Regions from separate parts of the Mus musculus genome. Here region 2 is linked to region 1. A link is a contact called in public HiChIP or PLAC-seq data. All regions are on one chromosome and are shown on one strand. Each heading gives the region's core, a stretch centred on a gene start, on an enhancer-like site or on the middle of the called end of the contact. The rest is flanking DNA. Distances are from core to core; before and after follow the strand shown. Region 1 holds the start of Rnpc3 (RNA-binding region (RNP1, RRM) containing 3). Region 2 holds the start of Olfm3 (olfactomedin 3).

Region 1 (5,348 bases), core at 949-3,448:
CATTTCTTCTTGTTTTCATGTCAAAATTCAATGAATCAGAGGCCTAGTTCAAAAGGGATAGCTTTTACAAATGATTCCTTGGGTTTATACCTTTTAATACTTGTAAAGTTTTTGAACCATAAACACTAGATATGTTTATCTAATATGCTTTATAATTTTTTTTAAATTATACTAGAATCCTTCTCTTACTTAATAATCTACGGTTCTCAAGTCTCAGTATCTAAGCACTGGAGAAGCTCTGATATCTGTCAAGCCAATTGTGACCTTTTGGGAAAACTCTTGGGACACAAATGATTTTGCTTTTAAAAAGGACAGTTTATTATTACTTGTCACTTTTGTCCTAAGATTGGATAAGAAATCTCTGAAAACTTTAACAATAAAGAAAAAGACATACCTTTATTGCTGCTTTTTCATTAGGGAAAGTAGCAAATGCTGTGTGTTTCTGAAATAAAATTAAGGCACATATTATTTCCAGTGTTTCAAAAGTCTAATAAAAAGTAACATTTTAAAAACATGCAATATATTAATGAAAGTATCGGAAAGGATGGAAATTTTAGACTATTTAACTGATCACTAGTTTCAGTCTAGAGGTTCCGAATCTTCTAGGGTCAGACTTCTTGGACTTGCACGCTCTTCAGCTTTGCCTCTCAACATAAATGAATAAGGACAAACACAATATATTTTATAATAGCAAAGAGTTCAACAGACCACAATTTTTAAAAAAACTCTCTACTCCTGGGGACCAGAGAGATGGGACAGTGGTAAAAGTCAGTAGGGCTCTTACCAAGGGCATCATTGGGAAGATGTCCCAATGTCCATGTTCAGCAACTTCATAACCACCTGTACTCCTACAAACCCCCAAAATATACACAAATGTACAACATAATTAAAAGTATAATAAATCTTAAAGCATCTCCTCTTTCCAAAAAAGATCACTCTTAAAACATTTAGGGCTGGTGAGATGGCTCAGCGGGTGAGAGAACTGACTGCTCTTCCAGAGGTCCTGAGTTCAAATCCCAGCAACCACAAGTTGGCTCACAACCACCCATAATGAGATCTGAAGATAGCCACACTGTACTTACATATAATAAATAAATAAAACCTTAAAAAAAAAAAAAACCCTCAGCATAGCCTTTCTAGACTGTGAGTTTCATGTCCACACAAAAGTGATGCATGGAGAAGCTTGATTCATTATTAAAATGAAAAATTTATACATATGGAATACCCTTTTTCATCTCACTCAAAAGTCTTTTCAGTCTATACAAGATAAAATTTAAAATCATTTACTAACAGTGAAATCACCCCTCAAGGTGCATTGTCTCTTTTTGCTTTGTTTCTATAATTTCAGTAATAAGTCTAATTTTCTCATTTGAATTCTATTTTGAATACCATCCTGAAAAAGGTGAACAAATTATATTACTGGTAAGTTTGAGTTGTTTATTAGAACTCTGAATTTGTCCAATCTGATTCAAGGAGAGCCTACTGTATTTAGATTGAATTAAGGGATATTTGTATTTGCATTTTGTTAATCTATTAAGTCTATTACACTCAAATTTTTGCTATTATGTATATCCTGCTCTACAACCCAGGATTTAAAAGCAATTTTTTAAAATAAAAATACAAAACCAAAAACCTTGCATACGACTATGAGAATCTAACAGAAACAGTATTTTCAAGTCTAGGCTAGTTTTGAATTCGACCGGGCGGGTGCGCTCGCCGGTAGAAACCTCTACACAGTCCCTGCGTGGCTCAGCCTTAATCTAACTGGCTCAAGGTTCAATTCCATGCTCGCCTCTCTGGTAGGCAAGCTGCGCAGGCGCAGACCGCGAGCCTAGTCCTGTTTCTCCCGGTCCTAGCGGCCCGGCTCCGCCCCGCCCCGCCCCGCCCCGCCCCGCCCGCTGCGCACGCTTACCAGGCGCCCCTTATCTGACAGGACGCGCACCGACTGCGCCCCGAAGTACTTCAGTAAGTCCTCCTTCTCCTCAGCCGTCAGCTCGGCCGGCAGGTGCCTGACGAGGAGGGTGCGGTCTCCCCGGGGCGGAGAAAGCGAAGCGGAGCCTGGGCCGCCTCGGGACAGCGGCATCGGCGGCTCAGGCCCCGCCATCTAGCTTCCCTGCAGAAGCGGCCAGAGACGGAACCTCCGCGCAAGCTTCCGGCCGAACTCCCGCAGTCACCGAGGCTGAGCGGAAGATAGTTTCCGCTTCGCGCTAAGGATTCTGGACGCAGGGAAATCCCGCGAGAGGAGAACTCCTCGCGAGAATGGCCTCCGGGAGAGTCGCTCTTCTCTTTTCGGGACTGTTGCGGGGGAGAGCGCCTAGGAGTCGTGCTTTAAGTTTAATGAGAGGTTGTAATAAAATAAAGACTGAAAGAGACGCCACTGTTAGAAGGACAGCAATCTCATCGAAGAACGTCAGTCATGCAAAAGAAAAATACTGTAATCCCAGGGATCAAGTACTGAAGGAACCGTGCAAGGGCTGTTGCTCCCTGGGCTCTTAATCCAGATTTTTCAGAAAGTGAATCTGGCTGGTGAATGGAGAACGCTCGGGAAATGTCAAGTGTGTTCCTAGCATTTAGGACTGGTGAAACACAAGTCTCCAGCCTCAGATTCAACAGTGCAGGCGAGAGAGCACGCCGTTATCAGTCGGCAAATACAGGCTGAAAGTTCTCGCCACGGTTTGTTTATTAAACAAAATTGGCTTCTTCCATGAGTAAATACCTAAAAATGTGTTAGCGTACGTATTCATGGATGTAAGTTCTCTTCTCACCACCTCACGACTGAGAGTACTGACGTAGATTAAGACTCATTGCTAACCAATAGGTGAGATCTGAGCCCTTGCACCCAAGTTGGAGTCTACACTGTTGTGACTAAGATTCGGCCCTGGTGGTCTAAAGTAATATCCCTTACAGATTAATCAAGATGTGTATGCTCACTCCGTAGTCCTAGGGTGTCTTTTACTTCTAATTTGCTTGATGGATATGAGCCAGTTAGTACACAGTACTTCAAAGATCCGCTTTGAGGAAGCATTGCATGGGGAGATAAATTACCAAAATATTGAGTGACTAGAGACAGATCTTGTGAACCTTAGAGGTTTGTTAGGAACCTTGCTCATGGGAACAGAAGCCGACAGACTTAAGAGTGTGTGGAAGGAATAGTTAAATTTTACGTTTAAAAATCTCTTTGATTTCACTATGAGTAATATAGCAGAAACCGGGCATGGTGGCACACACCTTTCATTCTAAGTTCCCAAGAGGCAGAGACAGATGCATCTCAAGTGATTTTGAGGCCAGCGTGGGTGACACTGAGTTCCAGGACAACCAGAGCTATGTAAAGACACAAAGGAAAGGAAGAAAGAAAAGAAAAAGTGGGGAGCACTCAGAGGAAATCTAGTTCCGTTTCACATCAAATTATTAGTTCACAAGTGTGAGGCTATAAAACAATATGCCTCCCCTCCACACACCAGTACAGTATTTATGGGAGCAAATATCTATCATAAGCTCTTAAGAAAGTGCATCAGTTTTTGTGCCTTGGTCAATAAGTTTATTGTCTTTATTTAAAAAAAAAAAAGCTTAATAGAAACTTGCTTTAGCTCTCAGCAGCTCATTTCTGAGCTGTGAGGAAGTGTGCCCTTCTTCTGAGCAACCCAATATTTCTTCTGCAACATTTTGACCCATGATGTGCTTCTGATGTACATCTGCATTGAAATCCTTGCTTTCAAAATAAAAACCAGGGAATTGTTTAGGTCTATGAGGGATAGACAAGCCTCCATTCACATCTCCCTTCAGGGTACCACTGTAATTTGGGCAAGACCTGCATCCAAATACCAAGTGCAGGTGCCAAGCATTGATAGTCTTATCAATGCTTTCCACATTGTATTCATCTTTAGTCACCTCCACCTGACCTTCATAGATCTTGTACATTCCAAACCTATTGCAAAGCCTGTGGGCCAGCAGCAGGCCAGTATACTAGGCTACAGCATAATTGGTGAGGCCAACTTTCACCTGTATTTTGACAGTTCATATACATATGCTGTGCAGCCTATCATATCCTCCTTTTACAGGTATATACAATCGAGTAGTGGCATGAACTACTATCTTATATTTGAGCAGCTTAATTTTGCCATTTATCAGCAATCATTTATGAGCATGGTAGTCATTTTTACCTTCTGGTAGCCTTCTAAATCTCACTTGGTATCTCTAAAGTAGGCTTTATTCTTGACAACTTTGGTAAACCTCATTCTGTGGAACAGAAATCCAAAACCACAGATCTGCAGACCTGGAAGCTGTGGCTGGAGGGTGGGGCAAGTCTCATATGTCCAACTTAATTTTTTAGCTAACTAAAATGTACATGTGCTTTTTTATCTAGAAGTTCTTTTCAACTAAGAGAATATATATATATGTTTCCTGTGTTGTAGCTGAGGGTTTGCATTGGTTGGGCTACCTTCCCAAAAACATCCTTCAAAAAGTACTCAGTTTTATAATGATCTAATCTAGTTCCCTTTCTTGCCCTCTTCCTTAGCTTACATACTCATTTTGATTTCTGCTTTGCTTTTTAAGCAATCTGCTAGGACTGAGAAGATAGTTCAGTCCGTAAAATGCTTATCTTGAAAGCAGATATACCTGAGTTTAAACCCAGAAACCACATTTTAAAAGCTGAGAGTTGTTATAATTATAGTAAATTTAAAACATAAGGCTAAGTGTCATGATCTGCTCTGGCAATCTCAGTGCTGTAGAGAACAAAGGACCTATGGAGCTTGTCGGCTAGTTAGATTAGTCAGGGTTGTCTATAGTAACATAACTTATAGAAGGAGAGTTGGGGGGGGAAGATTTATTAGAATGACTTACAGGCTGTGGTTCAGCTAATTTAACAATTGCTTGCTATGAATACAAAGTCTAAGAATCCAGTAGATGCTCAGCTACAAGTCCGTTGTCTTGGTTAGTCTTCAGTATACATTGAAATCCCAAAGAAGTAGGCTCTAATGCCAGTGCAGGAATGGACTTGGCAAGGTGAGAGCAGACAGGCAAAGTGCAAACGCTTCCTTCTTCCGTTTGTTTATATAGGATTCCAGCAGAAGGTGTGGCTGGCCCTGATTAAATCTGGATTAAAGGTGTGTGTTTCTCCCTCAAAGATCCAGATTACAAGTAGATCCTCCCATTTCAAAATAATCAAAAGCCCCTCACCAATATGACATTCACTTTTCCATTTAAGTAATTCCAAATGTAGTCAAATTAACATCAAGAATAGTTATTACAAGTCTACCCCTTATCAGCTTGGCACACAATCATCTCAGGACATAACTAATTTCCAAATGAAAACCATAACCAGGTTAAAATAATGCCTAAATATAACT
Region 2 (5,348 bases), core at 1,599-4,098, 1.5 Mb after region 1:
CCACAGGTGACTAACAATGGGTGTGGGAAAATAATTCAGTCTTGTACTTATAGCTGTAATCCTGGCTCTGTCTCTCATCCTGACGAATCATGTCCATGTCCACATTCCAACCACATTCAAACTCCTGTGGTCACTTCCCTCACATCCTCTATCTATTGCATCCCTACGAGATGCTACAACTCCAGAAAGTCTTAATGGACTCAGCCCTATCAATGTCACTGATAGTTTCTTCTGACAGAATTTCCTTACCTCTTACCTAAACTTTGGGAATATAAAACTCTAAGTATTAGAATATAAAACTCTCAAGTCTTTTCTTGTCTCCTATGCTGATTGCTCTCTCGGTAGCCTGCACGTCTATCCTGAATCCTAAAACTGTGGGTGAAACGTCACCACATGAAACTAATGGTATCACAGCTTTGCATTAAACCAAACTGCTACCAAGATAAAGTTTAGACATACTTGGGTGTTCCTAAAGTCTGGGATCTGGCCACAGTTAGTGTTTCCACGTACAATTCTAACTACTTATTCCATTACCACTCACATTGTGTTGTGGTAATTCTTAAAAACACAGGTTGCCACAATAGTCAAATGCTCAGGAGCAATGCACATGCACACACAATCCCAGCCTCCATCTGGAAAGTAGAACTCAACTTTTAAAATGCAAATAACTTTAATAGGTTATGAGAGTACTATAAACCATTTAGGTCTTTGCAAATTGAAGTTATTTTTATTTCTTACAACTAATAATCATTATAATTTGAGCTTTTCTACTTCAATGTGGCACTTAAAGCTCCTGTAATAACAACACATTTTAGCTTTTATGCTCTTCATAAACATGAGTGAATCATACACTTGGACTATTGTTCTTTCTCAGTATGCTGGATGACTTATTTGCATCTCTGAGAAATGGAAAGCAGTGCTTTCCATTTGTGCTCCTCTTCCTATTTTTCCCTTTCTTAGTAATTTGCGAATAAGAGTCCCATTCTTCTCTGCCGTTCAATCCCATATTCTTGTGAAGATGCTATTATTTTGTTGGTGATTAGTTCATTAATAAGTACAATTACCATCTGCCACATTGCTTTTTAAATTATCCCATAATTGCATGTATATTAATTTTCAATTGCGGATATTAAACTTCTCTAAAGATCCCCTCTCCCTTTATTAAAACTGGTTGAGTTCCAGGTGTATTTTCAAACATTTAGATTTCCGAAGCTCCTTTTTTATTCTTGCAGTGTAACCTTGTAACACTAATGTAAAATTCCTCATTCTTTCCCCTGGCTGCTCCTTGCTACTCTGCACATAGACTAATGCACTTAATGCTTATTGATCTCTCAAATGGCATGGTTTTTGAACAACAAAAAGAAATAATATCCTGTTTTTCTGGGCATGACTTTTAAAGCATAAAGACCAAAGGAACTTATTTGGATATATTTTAAAGAGAAGTGAATATATCTGAGATTCCAAGCTAGTAGAAGCAAGGAATATTTGAAGGCTCTTAACAAGCACCCCACTTTAAATTTCCTTGAGAATAAAGCATACCCACTGTACATCAGTATCTTCTTCAACTTTAGTAAATATTTTATTTGTCCTGATAACACTGTTAAGTATGTGTGTGTGACTGAAAAATCTTAGATACAAACAATAAAATTATCCCAAGGTATAACAATGATGCTTGTCTTTCTTGTGTCCCAATTTTTTCCACTTTGTCTTAATTCACCCACATTTCCCTTGATACATTTTGCTACATTTTTCTTATATATAAGGCTTTTATATATATATATATATATATATATATATATATATATATATATATATATATATATATCAATAAAAAGAACGACAAAAGGCAAACAAAACAGTGGCTTCTGATTTGTTTCACCGGGAACCTGAAATTTAGATGTAGATCCTTTGTCATATCTATAGAAAGAAGAAAATGACATTTCAAGTATAATCTGAAGTTTAGAACTGTTAAGAAGCCTCAGCCTGAAACCTACCCCATGAGTTTTATAGGAAAATACTAACAAATCAAGAAAGATTATGTCATCAACCAGATACACAGTTGGCAAGAAGGAATCAAGAATCAGATCCCCACCGTTCGTGCACTCATTTTTAATAGATCACACATTCTTACAGGTTGCAGTTTTCCATACCAGTGTGCAAATCTTCACAAAGTGAAAATAGAAATAACCAGGTCTGATGTAGGACTGAGAACCTCCAAAGGAGAATGGAGAACTTTCGTTTTCCAAGGCAAAACTAGAAACTAAGAATTTCTGCAACAGAAGTTTCTCTTCAAGGCCAGCTCTTCTGTCTGTTCCGTTGTAAGGTGCCTAGAGGCGACATTCACACAAGCAGTAGCTGCTAATCTTTGGCTGTGGTTTTAAAGTGATGACACCAATTTTAAACTGCTGTTTGAACAACTGATCCCCTGTTCATACTTCATGATCATCTCAGAAATTATTAACAGACTGTTTTCACGCTCTTCAGAAGGCACTCTAGACTTGCCCAGAGAAATCTGTACAAATTAAGTTTGGCATTTGGAATTTGCACTTTGGCCGCTCCTCATTTGGAGGCTTTTGACTTTGCTGTGAACGATAAAGAGAAACTGATTGTACACAAAACCCAGAAGAGGCAGACTCTGTTCCTGGCTACAGTGCTCTGGGGCTAGAAAACCTCCCCATCCCTGTCACTCCAACCTTGCACCAAACCCTAGCAAGAATATGCTGTTTGTCTAGCAAAGTGTCCTAGAAGAGAGGGAAAGCAGGGCAAGGCCCTTGCAATGAGGGTGGGGGAAGGAGGTTCCCAGATCTGCCTGGTGATTAGAGCAGGGCTTTTGGTCTCTTTTCATGCTGTAGATGTGGCTTGCTGCAGTCACGCCTCCCGCTGCCAGCCGGGCTCCGGGATCCTAATCAGTCACTATGAAAACTCATTAGCTCCACAGCAATGAGTGCTCCACTGCTGAAACTGGGCGCTGTGCTCAGTACCATGGCAATGATCTCAAACTGGATGTCCCAAACTCTCCCATCCCTGGTAGGACTGAACACCACAAGGCTGTCGGCGCCAGATACCCTAGTAAGTCACTCTGGTGGGTTTGGCCATCTTGTATTTAAAACAGTGGGTGTCGTAAATGAGAGATTGCTGCTCTCTTTATGGGTGAACTTCAAAGATAGAGTATCTGTGTGATAACTTTACTCATGGATATTTATGAACACTTTAAAGTTACACCAAAAAAAAAAAAAAAAAAAAAAGTGGGAGGGGGACTGGTGGAGAATTGTCTCTAAAAAGGAAGGTTGGTCTCATTAAATTCTTAAGAATGATGTTTTAGGTAAATTAACTTGAGCTCTGAAAGGATCTTTTTATTATGCTTTGTTTCTATTATATTTCATGCAATGCGTGCAACCTTTGTAATTTCCTACAGGATAGACTATAGCTAGGATTCTCCCTAATCTGTTTTTGTCACAGCAGGTTCTTCCTTTGGAATGCAATGCCTATGGCTGTGTGTAATTAATTCCATCAGAGAAGCCAACATCTTTTTAAAGCATAAGTGAATTATAAAACGAGCTCTTCATCCACATGAAGTTAATGAGTCTTAATTCATCCACACTCAAGTATTTCAAGAAAAATATAAATTAGTAGTTTCTCAAATGAAAATGGAAAATTTGAAATAAAAGACATATTCTAAAAAATGTTCTACTATCAAATAAACATTCACAAAGAACATAATATTTGAAGTTTTTACCTTGTAAATTACTCTAGTGGAAGATGCAAAGAAAAGAACTTCTCCATTTTAGTAGTCGTTTGCAGTTTCTATTAATAGCATATCAATCAATGTCCAGTTAACTATGTAGTCCGATTGAATTAATTACATAATTTGACAGTTTCTCACAGTTTATAGGCACCAGCAGAGAGCATGGGACGCAGATTTGACCTGCCTTCTGCACGTTACCTTCCTAAGGTCCTTAATGGTACCTTAATGACTCCTCTGTGGAGAGTTTCTTCATAGCTTGCATGGCCAGGCCTGGTAGCAGAGCTGTCAAGGAGACCTGCAGCCATGCAGACAGCATGATATCTCATTAATGCACATTTATACAACAAACAATCTGAGGTGCTTAATACTTACTGAGTCAACTTTTTCCAAGGTCCAATTACTTGGTTTTAAAAACAGTTGTAGAATTAATACTTTCAGAAAGACGATTCTTAACTAGTGATAGATTATCTGTCAAATTTTGCATATTAAGTATGGGATGTATACTCGTTTGAATAGGTATGTATACAGGCATCAATGTATGCTTTCTACTGCTATGGAATAAAGAGCACCAAATTTTCAGGAACCATCTGTTTCTCTTTCAGGACTTTAACTTTTTTTTTCAAATTCGAAGTGAAAGCTATATGGTTGATAATCAATCCAATTATGAAGCATTTCTATAGGTGTGTATACATCCCAACACAACAGTTCTTACTTTATTTGGCCCTCCTTGGCAAATAAACACAAATTTAGAAAACTGTAAAAAGTTCTGAAGGTCACATTATGGTTCCTGATCAAACATCAGTGAATGGTATTCTGATATTTTCTGAAATGAAGAAAGATTAAGTATCAAACCTTTTATTTTTCTTATTGGGTTCTTCAAAGATAACTAGAGTCTTTTACCTAATTATTCAAGATTATTGCCCATGGCTTAGAATCTTTATGATGAAGAATAATAACCGGAGCATCTTTAGAGAAACAGAAATTGTTGATGCTGCAACAATTATATCAGACCTTAGAAATGGTTTGGTCTGCGCATGTTCACACTATCATTTATTTATTCAATTGTTTACTTAATTGTAAACTTGTGTTTAAATTTTAATCTTAGATGATAAGTGAAGAATTTTTTTCAATTAAAATTTTAGAGGAAATGCAATTTGTGCAACAGGTTATAGGTGACATAACTAAGAGGAGGAAAGATGTACAGAGCATCTGCCATCTGCTTCCTTCCCACATAGTCTAACCCTTGCCCCAGGCAAAATATTCAACAGAAACCTTGAGCTCTGGGGTTTAATTTGAGTTCTGATTGAGATAATCAAATATCCACACTGTACATGTGTGACAGCTGGCTCAAACTGTGTAGCAATTAGATTTTTATAAGTAGCCATGTAGAACCAAGCCATAAAACCACAGTCTTGCCCAGTGAGCCATGTCTCCATGATATCAATTGCTAATCTGTAACCTTTATGGCTTCCAGTGTCTACTAGGTTCACCCTGCCTTGCTCAAACTGTTTCTCATGTTCCTGGACTTTCTTCTATCCCTTTCCTACAGACCTATAGCATCACCCTTTGAAATTTACATCTTCATCTTATTGTCCTCAAAGAG

The links. HiChIP or PLAC-seq counts read pairs in DNA pulled down with a chosen protein or histone mark.
Region 2: a contact with region 1 is called in an H3K4me3 HiChIP or PLAC-seq map of stem cell-derived neural progenitor cells, with 4 times the contacts expected there. The contact joins the promoter of Olfm3 here to the promoter of Rnpc3 in region 1. A contact is called at or near these places in 6 of 39 promoter capture datasets (cranial neural crest, embryonic stem cells, frontonasal cranial neural crest and 3 more) and 6 of 115 datasets of contacts at active chromatin or transcription factors (astrocytes, differentiating embryonic stem cells, embryonic stem cells and 2 more).

The regions. Positions count from the first base shown.
Region 1 is chr3:113,627,951-113,633,298 of GRCm38.p6, forward strand. It overlaps Rnpc3 (RNA-binding region (RNP1, RRM) containing 3), which reads right to left and starts at 2,199. Exons shown (of 15, transcript NM_001038696.1): 1 at 1,913-2,199; 2 at 395-442. The coding sequence starts at 2,104. It also overlaps the pseudogene Gm17954.
Region 2 is chr3:115,078,117-115,083,464 of GRCm38.p6, forward strand. It overlaps Olfm3 (olfactomedin 3), which reads left to right and starts at 2,849. Exons shown (of 6, transcript NM_153157.3): 1 at 2,849-3,069. The coding sequence starts at 2,941.